Regions from separate parts of the Triticum aestivum genome. Here region 1 is linked to region 2. Evidence: chromatin contacts called from public Hi-C data. All regions are on one chromosome and are shown on one strand. The core of a region is the stretch at or near the end of the contact, and the rest is flanking DNA. Distances in the headings are between cores, read along the strand shown.

Region 1 (6,288 bases), core at 861-3,360, 180 kb after region 2:
GAGTGACTGCTACAACTTCATCCACTGAGAAATAAAGGTGAAGGATATCTTTGAGGGATACTGACAGGGCATATTATCTCGTTGAAGCTTTCAAAGCATCTCATTATTGGCATATTGACACATGAAACAATCCTCGCCACCAATCCATCACTCGGCAACCAGACCCAACTTAGCCCTAACCTAACTAGGGATCTCCAGCAAACACCAACTCTTGCCTGATATAATTGGATTAACTGGAAGAGAAATCACAATGGAATTCTCACCTTCTAAAACTAATGGTCCACCTTGTTCAACTATATGACCGGTATAGAAATCTGTTGATGATGTACTTGAAAGCAACAATTTTTATGATTGTTTGCCTGTAATAGGATATACTCGTCCCGTCCCGAAATTAGTGTCGTTGATTTAGTACAAAGTTAGGACGAAGAGACTACTATATACTACAAATCCCGTGAGCAAATGATTTAGTATTCCCTCCGTTTCTTTTTAATCTGCATATGAGATTTGGTCAAAGTCAAACATGGTAAAGTTTGACCAACTTTATAGAAAAAAATACCAACATCTATAACACTAGAGCTATATGTTATGAAAATTAATTTCATGATGCATCTAAAAATATTGATTTCATATTGTGAATCTTGATATATTTTTTTATAAACTTAGTCAAAGTTAATAAAATTTGACTTTGACCAAATCTTATATGCAGACTAAAAAAACGGAGGAAGTAAGTAAAACTAGTAAGCCTAGTTCTATTTGCATATACAGTATTTAATTAGTATTCTTTTTTGCGGGGGTATTATATTAGTATTCAACTGGCTAGTTCATACGAATGATTTCAGGCCTGCTACCGCACAAAGATAAATTGGCTGTAAACATCTTGTACGTAGTCGCCAACGGGTAGCTGAAATTCATCAATCAATCTTGCATATACTCCAATTGATAACTACTTAGTTTGCCAATTGGTGGACATGTACGTACGTAGTTAGCCACTGAATAGCACACGTAGTTTGACTGTAAACAAATACGTATAGAAGATGTGCAGCTAAGCTAGCTAGCCCTAGCAAGGCAACAAGAGCCAAATGGACATGTAAAGAAAAGAAAAAGGCACAATAATTGTGGCCTTGTTTAGGGTAGCTCCCAAGTGCACATCAACACGGAATCCATCCTTGATAATTGAGCTAAACATTTGAAAGCCCACAATCATATTCAGTTCATGGTATAGTTGTAAGCATGTTTGACTCGAACCTAATCTAATCTAATCACAAGAACATGTTCCTAACAAACAGAAGAAGAAGAAAAAAAAACTAAGAACTTGAAGCTTGAGAAATTGAATGTAAGCAATCTGCTAATTGGTTATTATGACTGATTTAGATTGCGCGATAAACTTAGCTGAAGCGATGAGGCAGAAGAGATGGAGAGCTTACCCGGCCGTAGCGACCAGTGGGGTCGGTCTCGACGTATCCATTGTCGTTGTTCCTCGCCGCCGGTGGCATCTCCGGCCGCCGCGGGCTCGACATGGCTTGACTACTGCTGCTCTACTAGCTTAGTACTAGGCTCGCTGCGGCTGTGTGGATGGATCAGTAGGTGATCCTGCTGGCGGCTAGCTTGCCGTCGTGATAGGTGAAGAAGACGCCAGAGAGGAGGCGCGAGTCGTCGATCCGCCGCAGCATGATCCACGCCGCCGCAGACGACGACGAGGTGGAGGACGCCCCCGCAGCCGCAGCGTCGTCCAACCACGACCGCGGGCTGCTCATCTGACGCCGACAAGGACGGGGCGGTAGTAATAGGAGGTGGCAGGTTGAGTGCTGGAATTGGATGCCTCCGATCGCGCACGCGCCGGATCAATCATGCACGCATGTCATGTCATGTCAGGTCCAGAATAATCGTCATGGCAGGCAGGCAGGCAGGAGGAAGAAGAAAAGGCGGAATTTTTCTGGCCTGTGGTCCGGACACTGCCAGAGAAGGAAGATTGTTTGGGGCTACAAGGATCTGAACCTGAAGAATCCATGCCTTGAAAGCTCCATCTGTGGACAGATGACAGATGCAATTCGGAACTTTGGTGATGATGAGGACGAGACGGATAGCGGAGGATCGTAGAACGGTTTGGAGGCTTGTGAATGGGATGATTCCCTCGTGGATATATATGCTTCTGTTACTCTGCTTTTGGAGGGCGCTGGGGATTGTAGTCGTTGCTTCGTAGTACTCCCTTCATTCCACAATGTAGTGTTTCCTCTATCTCTGTGCTTCAACTTTGACCGTAAATTTAACTATCAAGACCGATTGCGGCGGGAGCAAAAGTTATATCAGGGAATTCGTATTCGAAAGAAGTTTTTAATTATGTAACTTTTTCTCCCGCCGCAGTCGGTCTCGTTCGTCAAATTTATGGTCAAAGTTCAACCTTGGAAAGCGCGGGCGCACTATATTTTGGAATGGAGGAAGTAGTAGAGATAAATCTGGTGTGGGTAGGAACCCCTCTGTTTCGAATTACTCGTTGCAAAAATGAATATATCTAAATGTATTTTAGTTGTAAATACATTCATTTCTGCGACGAGTAATTTAAAACGGAGGATCCAGACTCAAATGGACAAGATGTGTCTGTCTTCCTCTCCTTGTGTACTTTCTCTGTTCCTATAATACGAACTATATATATATATATATATATATATATATATATATATATATATATATATATATATATATATATATATATATTTTAAGGGTCTGTCTAAGGCACTAGTTATTACACATCTAAGTGATTCAACTAAACTAGAAAGAAAAAAATTGCTTGCATAAATCTTAGTGTAAAATCAATGATGTAGGATTTATACGTGCAATAAGCACGTCTAGATGTGCTTTTTTTTTTGCGCAGACGTCTAGATGTGCTTTAGCAAAACTGATATTCAAAAGTATAGATTCACTTATTTTTGTCCCGTGTGTAGTCCATATTGAAATCTCTAAAAGAGCCTATATTTAGAAATGAAGAAAGTGGAATATATGTCTACATGGTTCTTAGTTGACTTTTACATGAATTATTACTGTATGAAAGTTTGGCATATTCCCTGTTTGGTTCCATTTTGGGATGGAGAGAACTAGCACGACATGTAAACCTCTTCCCTGGCATGTAAACAAAGGAAAACTCTATTATTAACGATTTGACCCGGACCAAACTTAGCTTTATTGCGCTGGTAGGGTCTTTGAGTTTGCGGGATTATTCGTTTAGACCAATAAACTATTTGTCAGACCAATACTAGACCATTTGCTTTTCCTCTCTCATTATTTCAGGATTCTAAAGAGTCATTTTCTTGCACAACATCCCAAACCTGGGCCTGAAGACGCTTTCTCCACTCCTCCTACGACAGCGACCTACTCAACTGAATGCTTAAGGGTGATCACCTTCCGACTACGTGTTAGGTTATACATAATCTAATTAGGATAAGCTACCACGAATAACATAAGCTAAACTTGGCTATGTCGTAGTAGCAAATTAAGTGTACTCCATTAGATACAAACATCTCTTTGACGTTCGAGTGTTCGACATACGAGTAGTTTCTTTTCCTAATGCAATTTTTCGCGCATTTGGGAGAAGGTGCAACTTGTGTTCTTACACTGGTGCTTGGTTTTTGACCATTCGATCTATCGAAGAGGTTATGTGAGGAGCCAAGTTTCATCTACTTACATAGGATAGTAAAACCAAATTGGGACTTCTGCTTGCGTCAATCAAACTGAGCTCTAGAGAGAGAAAAAGCTTTGAAAGGATAGACTCTAATAATTGAGCTACCAAACTTTATTCTACTCCCTCTGTCCCAAAATATAAGAACGTTTTTAACACTACACTAGTGTCAAAAACGTTCTTATATTATGAGATGGAGGAAGTACATGTAAGTACTTCACCCACCAAAAGAGCATATAAAAAGGGGCATAATTGGGAGTTCAAAACAGCCAGAATTCAAGGTACGATCGCATCATTCTGCAAAAATAATTGTCATCCGCATGGAGATACATATTAAAAATAACATTATTGAGAGAAAGATAGTGGTTTTATTTTTGACCAACTACCCGACTGAACATATCGTTGCATCCTATCCAAACATGTCACTAGACAACATGACTCGGATTCTTCTAGTTGCATTTTGACTTTACGCTTGAAAGCGACATGATATCACCACACATTTCTGCCCTACACACTCGTTTCTATGCAAAATCACAAGCAAATCATACTCAACGTCATACCACCTTTCCCAGCATGAAACAGAGCTAACAGTAGAGCATAATGATGTTACAAATCTAAAATAATTAACAACAATGACAAGGCAAGGCACAACACGAGCAAAATTTCTTTCCATGTATTAACTGCAACTCCAAAATCTCACATATGCAACGCCTATCATTTCTAGGCAGCTAATGTTACTTCAGGCAAGGGGTCTTTCAGTTGCAAGTCAAGACCCAGACAGATTAACACTACAAGAGCGAGCTCCCCGGCAATCCTCGAATGCTCACAAGGTAAAAACGGAATGTCTAAACTATCTCTTTTTCTCTCCTTTTTCTATCCATCTTTGCATCCTGTTCCCCACTCAAGGGGAACGCCAAAACTTTAAAGAAAGCGAAAGGAAATATAAATTTTTGCCCCCAAGTATCTACAGTTCTACATGGCACAAAATGTCCTGTTTTCCAGGAGGGGTAGGGGCTGAAACTTCAGTTACTGCAGGGCAAGCTTGCATTTGTCGCCGCCGCATAAGGTGAATCTGACGACTGGAGAACCAAGTTAGGATGTACATGACGATGCTTGACTAGAAGAGAAACCCTCTGCTATGGCTGCACCGAGTGTGCGCCACATATCAGTATCTTCCGGTTGAATCAGAAAAAACAACAGCTTTGCTATGTGGTAAGCCATATATGGCGTCAACTGGATAGTGGTGGGAAATCACCATTGTCCTTGAGATGATATGGCTTAGTATTCCTGCAAATTGTGTAGTGTAGGATTATTAAGAATTGTAAATGTTGAAAACACATAATAAATGAGTGAAGTCACACAGTGAATGTGGTAAAACCAGAGAAAAGGAATGCATTTTCAAGCTGAACAGATGTGATCCAAGGTTAACACTAACAAAATGGACGGTTTCCATATTACTCCCTCCGTCCCAAAATAAGTGACTCAGCTTTGTACTAGCTATTTTCGGACGGAGGGAGTACAAATTAGTGTTCTAGTGTGGTTTTCACGTGGCCGTATCAATATTTTTTGCTGAAGCTAAAACCTAACACTGACCTTAATTTCTGTTTAAGAAACTAATAATTGTGGTGTGCCTCAATAGTCATTGCTGTAAAATAGTAAAGAAATAGGGATTAGCTACACGTCCCTCTATGAAACAGTTGACGTTATTGCTTTTAATTACTAAAAGGATGCATCTTACTTACCTCATTACATTAGATCTATAACCCGTTCCAGGATTTTGTCCAGGAGAGTTCGATCTCAGGGTTGAAGAAGGTTTAGTGTCAGAAGCAGAATATGGTCTGTTAGCTTGATTTCGGGAAGCACTCCTAACTTCCATGTGCAATGCCCCCAAGGTCCCAAACTCAAGTTTACTGTCATGTGGATGAATAAAGCCCCTTCCATGAATATTATCCTGTGTAGAATGGGGTGATGGAGTTGGTATCTTCAACGGAGAGGGAATTCCTTTATCATTTGCAACAGGAACATAAATCGGAAATGGTGGCTGTTGCCTCAATTCCTCAGAACGTGTCATATCTGCAGGCATGTCCACCCTACCATAACGGTGATGCTTTTGATAATTATTTCGAGGGAAATAATTCTTTCTTTCCCCTCGTCCAGTGGGTGGTGCCTCCATGCACAAATTCTACAATATCCATCAAGCCAGACAACTCAGATAAAAAACAAGATAGAGCGGCACAAACGGCACAAATACAGTGCCTAGCCTTGAGAAAGTAAAACTGTTCTGTAACAGAAACATAAAACTAAGAGGGATATGTTCATGAATATGTATTTACAAGAGATATGGTAGCTCCAGTATCACTTTAATTCAAGCACAGGAGCATTAGTAGATTATTCTTGCAAGCATTTACATGCATGATACATGGAATAAAAAGGCATTTGGGTTAATACAAAATTCAGTTTATTCGAAATGCATTTTCAAGTTGTACAAGCAGAATAATGGACAAAAAAAGGGAACATACTGGGTCGGGGAAGTAGGTGACTGCTCCATGAGGTTGCATAGGATCCTCAGTGCGATAAAACGGCTTTAAGAAGAAGTAGCTAGGTGAATAAGGACCAGG
Region 2 (7,127 bases), core at 3,714-6,213:
AGGATATCACCGAAGAATGGACATGGATGCCTGAAAGTTAGCTATCTACTGCATCCGTCGCTAGCTATGCTCACTTCGATCGTGTACGTACAAGATGATAATCCAGACGTATAGGCCTGTGACCGCTAATATATCTTAGCTATCTACCATGTTGCCGCAGGGATTAAATGTGCCGCGGCACGCGTCCACTCGTTCGAACGATACGTGTACTGTACTCGTATGCAACGACGCACGCACGTTTATCCGTAGAGCTGTGGACATGCGGCGACATACGTACGGGCATGCATATGGAGCGGTGCAACTTAGCTAGTAGCTCGTCATCATTTATGTACACTAGATGACCTGTTGCGCCCATGGTGCAAAGGCCGAGTGCAGACCAAGTATTGAAAGAGTGTGCATTAAAATATGTAAACACAAAATGGGATTGATGATAGATAGATGGTGGTTGTTTCAAAAGCATATCACACTACAGTCTAAGAAACAAATAACTGACAGTTAAATGCACAGGATGGTCTTAGGGGATTACATAATATCAAAAGGATGATAAACATAGAAGTCTTGGTAGGCATCTATACTAATGTTAAGTTATGTAACAAAGGGCTCCTGCAACTTGCTTATATTGAGTAGACGATCAGGCGCAGTCCTTTGGAAGTGCATTTGAAGGCGAAAGCATATGCTTTCCCTTTATTCATGCTAGATGACCCATTGCGCCCATGGCATAAAGGGCAAGAGTGAACCAAGCATTCAAACCGTGCAAGTAAGAATATTTAGAGATCGGTCATAAAATCTTGAAGCATAATGAAATATATTTAGGTACGTTCATACATAGCATTATATAGTCTGAACCAATCACGTGGTTACAATGAGCACAAGAGAGGCATAGGAAACACACAACTGAGCCTGAAAACAAAGGACACATCTTACTGGTTGTGTGTATATCAGAACATAAAACCATACACATTTTCACACCCACACATACTTTCAGCAAAACAAAGAATGTTGGCTGCTCCTGAATTATCTGCAAAACATAAGGAAGATGAACAGGACAATCTGACAGGACATAAAATCAGATCTCAAGCTTCTCGACAAAGAAAGCTAATTTCCTACCGCCTGCCAGTAATGTTACATCGTTACTTGGTTATCGCCATACAAATCAGTGTAGTTAAGAACGCTCAAAGGTTGCAGGCTACAGATAAAACCTTCTCAAAATAGGCTTTCACCCCGCTTTATAGATAAAGCAAACATCCATACAACCTGGCCAAAGTAGCGAAGCAACTAAGATGGCCGGGGCAACAACACGACCATGCCCAAAGAAAGCAAAAAAGAAATAGAGAAAAAAGTCGCCGAGTGGCAGTACGCATAGCAGCACTACGAAGAGGAGAGACGGCAGTACAGATAAAACCCTCTCTGAGAAAAGCATGAGGCAACAATGACCATATGAAAGGTAAAAACCTACCCAGGCAAACACGACGTTGCATCTCCGAATAGAGTGACGCACCAAGCAAAAACTCCCTTTGCAGAGACAACGACACATCCTTAAGTTAGTTCTGCGCCCCTCATCAGCATGAAAGCAACAGCTCCAGATTTGTTGTAATTTCACCAACCTGAGACAAAAATCGCAAAAAAATATCTGAAGGTCATAAATAAACGTGTTAAACATCTGTGTGTATTTATATCGGTCTAACCTATAGATTTAGCACATCACGATGGATAATTGGATAGACTGCCATTACCTTGTCAACATGCTTCTATAAGCATGTAGTTGTTTAAATTCGGAAAGTGTATGATACAAACGTGGATTGGGTTATACGGACAGGATAATATATAATTTGATGCATATTCCTAACCAAAGCCTACACACTATCTGATTCTAAGTGTCCACATCCATTTATGCCGACCAATTTTTTGTTTTGCCAATCAGTGTGTGAGTGAAACTTGTTTATCAGGATATTAACATTCCCATTCAAGTTCACAGAATTTTACAAAGGATAGTTTAAGTTTAGTAGTATCAATATTGGGTGAGAGAGATACCTGGGATAGATGACATCAGCGAGATACCCAAGATCTCCAGACCATAGCCAAGATGGTAAGGACATCACTGAGTCATCTACAAAATGCATGGTGAAATTACCTCACTACAAGACTATCTTGTGAATACTTGCAACATATTTCACACGAAGGTTATATCCAACAGCGGCAAGTTGTTAGACAGAAAACAACTAAATTCTGAAACTATATCTTTACCCAATTTACATAGCATTGAAATAACCAATCTGTTTTTTCATGGCTGGGAATATTACAATCCTGAAAGGAATGAAAAAACACCTAAAAGAAGGTGTACAAGGCATGATGGTATATTCTGTTAATCAACCTCTTTTTGACTCTTTCAAAACGGCTATCCAAATACATAACAAAAATTATCTATGCTTCTATACACATACACTACTTAGTAGATCACCAAACTTACTTAAGAAATGTATGCTCAGATCCTTGTTAACATCATTGAATGGAATATGGTAACTTGGTAAGTGAACATTGTATGGTAACTTAGTAGATCACCGGAATAATGCTTTGAAAAGGTTGATTTGGTGTGAGCACAAACTGTGAGAAAAATGCAATGTGTATGTTTAGTCTGTGTATCAATTTCACAAAAACGCAGGACCTAAGTTACTGCTGCCCAGCATAGAGTAGAACTGCCCTCAGTTGCAGCCTCAGTCCATATAAAATAGTTAGTCTACCAGCAATCGTGGCTACAAACCTCTTCTACTCTCGCATAACTACTTCAGAATCTGAACATACAGTAGAGTTCCTAACTGAATCAAGGGGAAGAAATGAGATGTTATTATTTTAAATGAGATGACATTTTCTAATCTAACTGAACGTATTGTAAGTACATCAGTTCCTGACATGGCAGTCTCACCAACAACAGTCTGTAGTTGAAGTGAAATTGCACAACTTTGGCTTAAGCCACCACACCCACCTCTTTTCATCTTAGATGCCCTCAAAAAAAATCATAAACATATCACACTAATCAGTCTATACACATGACTTTACTCGATAATTAGAATCACTATGCGTTCCCAACCCATATATGTAACAAAATCTAAGTGTTGGCCATAGTAACAATAGTATATCTGGCAGTACTTAGGTGTCATGAATCACGGTAAGGGTGTGTCTCTCTTCTCTTGTTCCTATACCTCTATTACCAAAAACTAAGAAGCACACGAGATCAGTCGAATTGAAATTCCTCAGAGAACAATGAGACGCACACTGAATGTCTACTAATGCTTATGATGAGAACCACCCTTAGCTGAATTGAAAAGGTAATATGTAGTCACCTGGCTGCTAGAGCATACAGAATATAATAATTTGAAAGAAGTATATTTTCTTCCTGTTAGAAAGGTAGGGAGTTCAGTCACCTGTCTTGAGCAGAGTAAGTCGGCACCTTTCCGTTTACATCATCAAACACCACGAAACCTGGCCACCTCGACGATTCTGTCTCAAAAAGAGGGAAACCAGCATCTGACTTTCCACGGCGTATATACCTTGAGAGTAAAATGTCGTTTAGCTATAATATGATAAAGTAGAAGGCTAGCGGTGTAACAGGATCATAGGAAGTCAAACTCACTCAATTCGAGTTGTCCTGCATCTTAAAGCACTGAAATTTGCAGAACCATGAACTGATACGGTTATAAGCGAGTCATTGTTCTTGTTATAAAAGAAGCTACGGATGACTTCATCTGGACTTCCATTCAGAAAGCAAATCTGTTGGTTTGTCACTGGGAAACAAAGAGAATATAAGAATGGTTGTCTGAACCAGGACCTGTCATTAACAAAAGCTCAAAACAGGTGTACCTCTACTGAACGCAGCACATACTCCCAGCTGTGCTAAAGCAAAGATAATATCACGGGCTCCAACTATCTCGATAATTTCAGACCGCTTCCTCAACTAAGGTAGTAGCGAACTATTCTCCTTAGGATCATATGTATCAAATTCTTCCTACAAATAAGAATAAGCAAAATAAAACATATTAAGAACCCTAGATAGCATGTGGTATGTCACTGGCAGATTGAAGAGGGGGGGGGGGGGGGGGGGGGGGACAAAGGGAGGACAGCGGCCGGAGGCGGAGCTAGGTCGCACGTGATGAAGAGGGGCTGAGGACGGAGCTCAGCCCGCCGCTCCGCTCGCCCGCCCTCGCCAAACGCAGGCCGCACCCAAGAGGGGCCGGGGAAGGAGCTCAGTTCACCGCTGCGCTCGCCCTTCCTCGCCAAACGCAGGCCGTGCCCACGGCCCCAGCTCCAGGACGGGGCTGGGGAATCTACCGCCGGTGACGCTCTCCCTCCCGTCGCCGCACCTCCCTCTCCTATTTCCTCTCTATTTCTTCCACCTCTCTCTACTACAGATTGAATCGAGCGCCACCGCCGTCATACTTTTCCTGCAGGGACCACCGCCGCCGTTGCCTCCCTTTGCCCTTGAGTGGAGCGCCGCCGCCTGCGCGCACCAGCCGGTCTGCAGCTGATCCAGAGGGGAGGTGGGTGCGTGGTGGAGCAGTAGAGGGTGGGTGGTGGCGGCTAGGGTTGAGAGGGAGGAGACGGAGAGAGAGAGGAGAGGGGAGGAGGCGATGGAAGAGGCGAGAGGAGGGGAGATGGGGCGCTCGGGACTTGTCTCTCTCCGCGTTGCTACAGTGGCGAATAAAAGGAGACGTGGATGGTGCCGCTAGTTGGGCGCACTTGCTTGTCCTTTATATGTTCAATATGCACGTATTTTCGCTTCATCTTGTTGGGGCGATGATGGCCAGGCAGTTCTGGTAGCTTATGCTTATGCATGCTTCTAGCTAGCTCCACCAAAGAAGCGAGAAGAGATTCATATAACTCGCCGCCTTCCGGTCTACGTACACCTCGCCCTCGCTGACGTTAGTTAGGTAGCGTGGCAAGCTGACTAAGCTAGCTACTGACATGTACATCCCCTCAAAAGAAAGAAAAAAAGAAAACGATAATTTATTTCGGTGCTCACACTCATCTACCTGATGAACAGTAAACTAATATAAATAACAGAAAAATTCAAAAAAATGCTATTTTTTTGCGATGCAATATGCTCAAATGTGTGATATTCGTGGAAAATTTCAGGATGTTTGGACATTCGAGGAGCTCATGGCAAAAAAGACAAAATCGAATGTAAACGGTGATGCTCTCAAAAGCTTCTCACACACCTGAAATTAAACTTTTTTGCCACGAGCTCCTTGAATGTCCAAACTTCACTAAATTTTGCACCAAGCATCACAAACATGAGGATCTTTCACTACGAAAAATTATGTTTTTTTTACTATTTTGCTATTTAAAATAAATTTAGTGTTCACACCAGGGCCCATGTGAGTCCGGGTGCGGAATAGTCGTGCCCGAAATAAAAGACCTATCACGTACGCAGAGTCAGTCACAAGCTAAAGGTTTGCAAGTACCATTATTCTTCATAAAAGAAAATTCAAAAACAGTCGCGGCGACTTTTGCTTTTGCCGAGGATGTCAAGGCCACTCCGACACAGGGCCATCGTTGGGCCTCCCCCTCCGACATCGCCTTGTAAGTTCTTCTCCTCTCCTCCCTGTCGATTTTGATTCTAGGGTTATGGTTCCAGAGAAATTGAGGGGAATTTGTGAATTAGATTTAGGGCTTGGATTAGTTTTAGACCACTACACAATAACTTCCAGGATATGTATAACAGGATTATTTTTTTGATATATGAAAAGAACGGTTGTTCAGAATTTAGGATATTTGATTTTGTTTTATCACTCTGTTATTTGTCATGCTTTATTCTTTTTTTAACAGATGAAGGCGCCAACAGCGTCATATATATCAGCTCATATACAAAGTGAAAGTACATAACCCTGCAGGTGAGAAACAAGAAAACCTTGAATTACAGGGCATGGCCTATCCCTATGAGCTGAGCAAACATAACTAAAATAAGGTTCAACCAGGACTCCAAGAGGATTACAACCTGATGTGTATAACAGAGAGAAACTCTGTTGGACAACCTGCTCGGCTTGAATGTATCCAGCTAGGTCACAACTCTCGTAAATGTTGTTTAAAAGATACTAGCACATATGCCCGTGCGTTGCAACGGAAAAAATTAATGTTTTGTGCAAGCATAATGTCCCATAGCACCGGATTCACTACGAAGAACATGTTGCAATCCAACATTCTTCTACAAATTGAACATAAAAAATAAGATGCAATTTAGCCGCGTTCATATTTTCTCTGCCGGGCATAATGTCCCACTAATTCCATTTGAGTATAATCTTTCTATTAATTACCATGACGTCCTCATCAGTTTTAGTCGCAAATCAAATCCTTCGTTTTTTAAAGGCAATTCCTTCCTTTTTTGATTTAGTAGCCCCACCACCTTGAAGCCTACGGATACGTCCTTTTAATTATCCTACCTTTTTATCTCAAATCTTTTCTTTAATTAGCCCCATCCATTTGAATATATTCTATTTATTAAGTTGACAATCTTTCTTTTAGTTATTCCACCGGTTTATCCATAATCCTTTCTTTAATTAGTCACATCCATTTAAATATTCTATTTAAGCCCACAATCCTTTCTTTAATTAGCGCATTCGTTTAATTAGCTCACCCTAAACATGATGTCTGCTCTTCATTGTTTTAACCGTCCGTTGGTTGATTCCTGATGCCGATCAAATATTTACTGATCGGAATCATAGTAAAAGAGCGAGGTGAGGTTAGTAAACGTGAAAGATGTGTAGCTAGTTGGTTGTTACATCGAAGAGCCAGACAGGAGGCCCTCTGTTCAATTAACACAATGTTGGTTTATTTTGACCCAATTACACAGTCTCTATGGAAGCTCATAAAAGTCCCATCAACGTACACGTACCTAGCCCAGATGACTTAGCGTGTGTAGAAACGAAAAGGACTAAAACAAACTAAGAATATCTATTCCCTTTAATAATAAGTATAGATGTGACCTCATAGGATATGAACTTCAAATAGAGGCACGAATCATGAGCAGACATAGCTCGGAAACATTAAACAACATGAATACAAAAGCGTGTCGGAGACGATTCCGGCATATCTCCAGGTAGAGATCCTGATCTAGACGTCTTGGAACGATGGTAACA

Evidence for each region. A called contact is a pair of places that touch in the nucleus more often than the background predicts.
Region 1: a contact with region 2 is called in a Hi-C map of leaf, with 4 times the contacts expected there. The contact joins the promoter of LOC123103168 here to the promoter of LOC123101301 in region 2. A contact is called at or near these places in 3 of 5 Hi-C or Micro-C datasets (all in leaf) and 1 of 1 datasets of contacts at active chromatin or transcription factors (leaf).

Annotation. Positions count from the first base shown.
Region 1 is chr5A:325,884,722-325,891,009 of IWGSC CS RefSeq v2.1, forward strand. LOC123103168 (probable serine/threonine-protein kinase WNK8) reads right to left here and starts at 2,111. Exons shown (of 4, transcript XM_044524666.1): 1 at 1,425-2,111. The coding sequence starts at 1,517. It overlaps LOC123103169, which reads right to left. Exons shown (of 10, transcript XM_044524668.1): 7 at 6,190-6,288; 8 at 5,413-5,852; 9 at 5,264-5,315; 10 at 4,324-4,957. The coding sequence ends at 5,303.
Region 2 is chr5A:325,704,514-325,711,640 of IWGSC CS RefSeq v2.1, forward strand. It overlaps LOC123101301, which reads right to left and starts at 4,964. Exons shown (of 5, transcript XM_044522813.1): 1 at 4,899-4,964; 2 at 3,856-3,949; 3 at 3,629-3,779; 4 at 3,420-3,545; 5 at 1,194-1,604. The coding sequence starts at 4,964. The coding sequence ends at 1,217.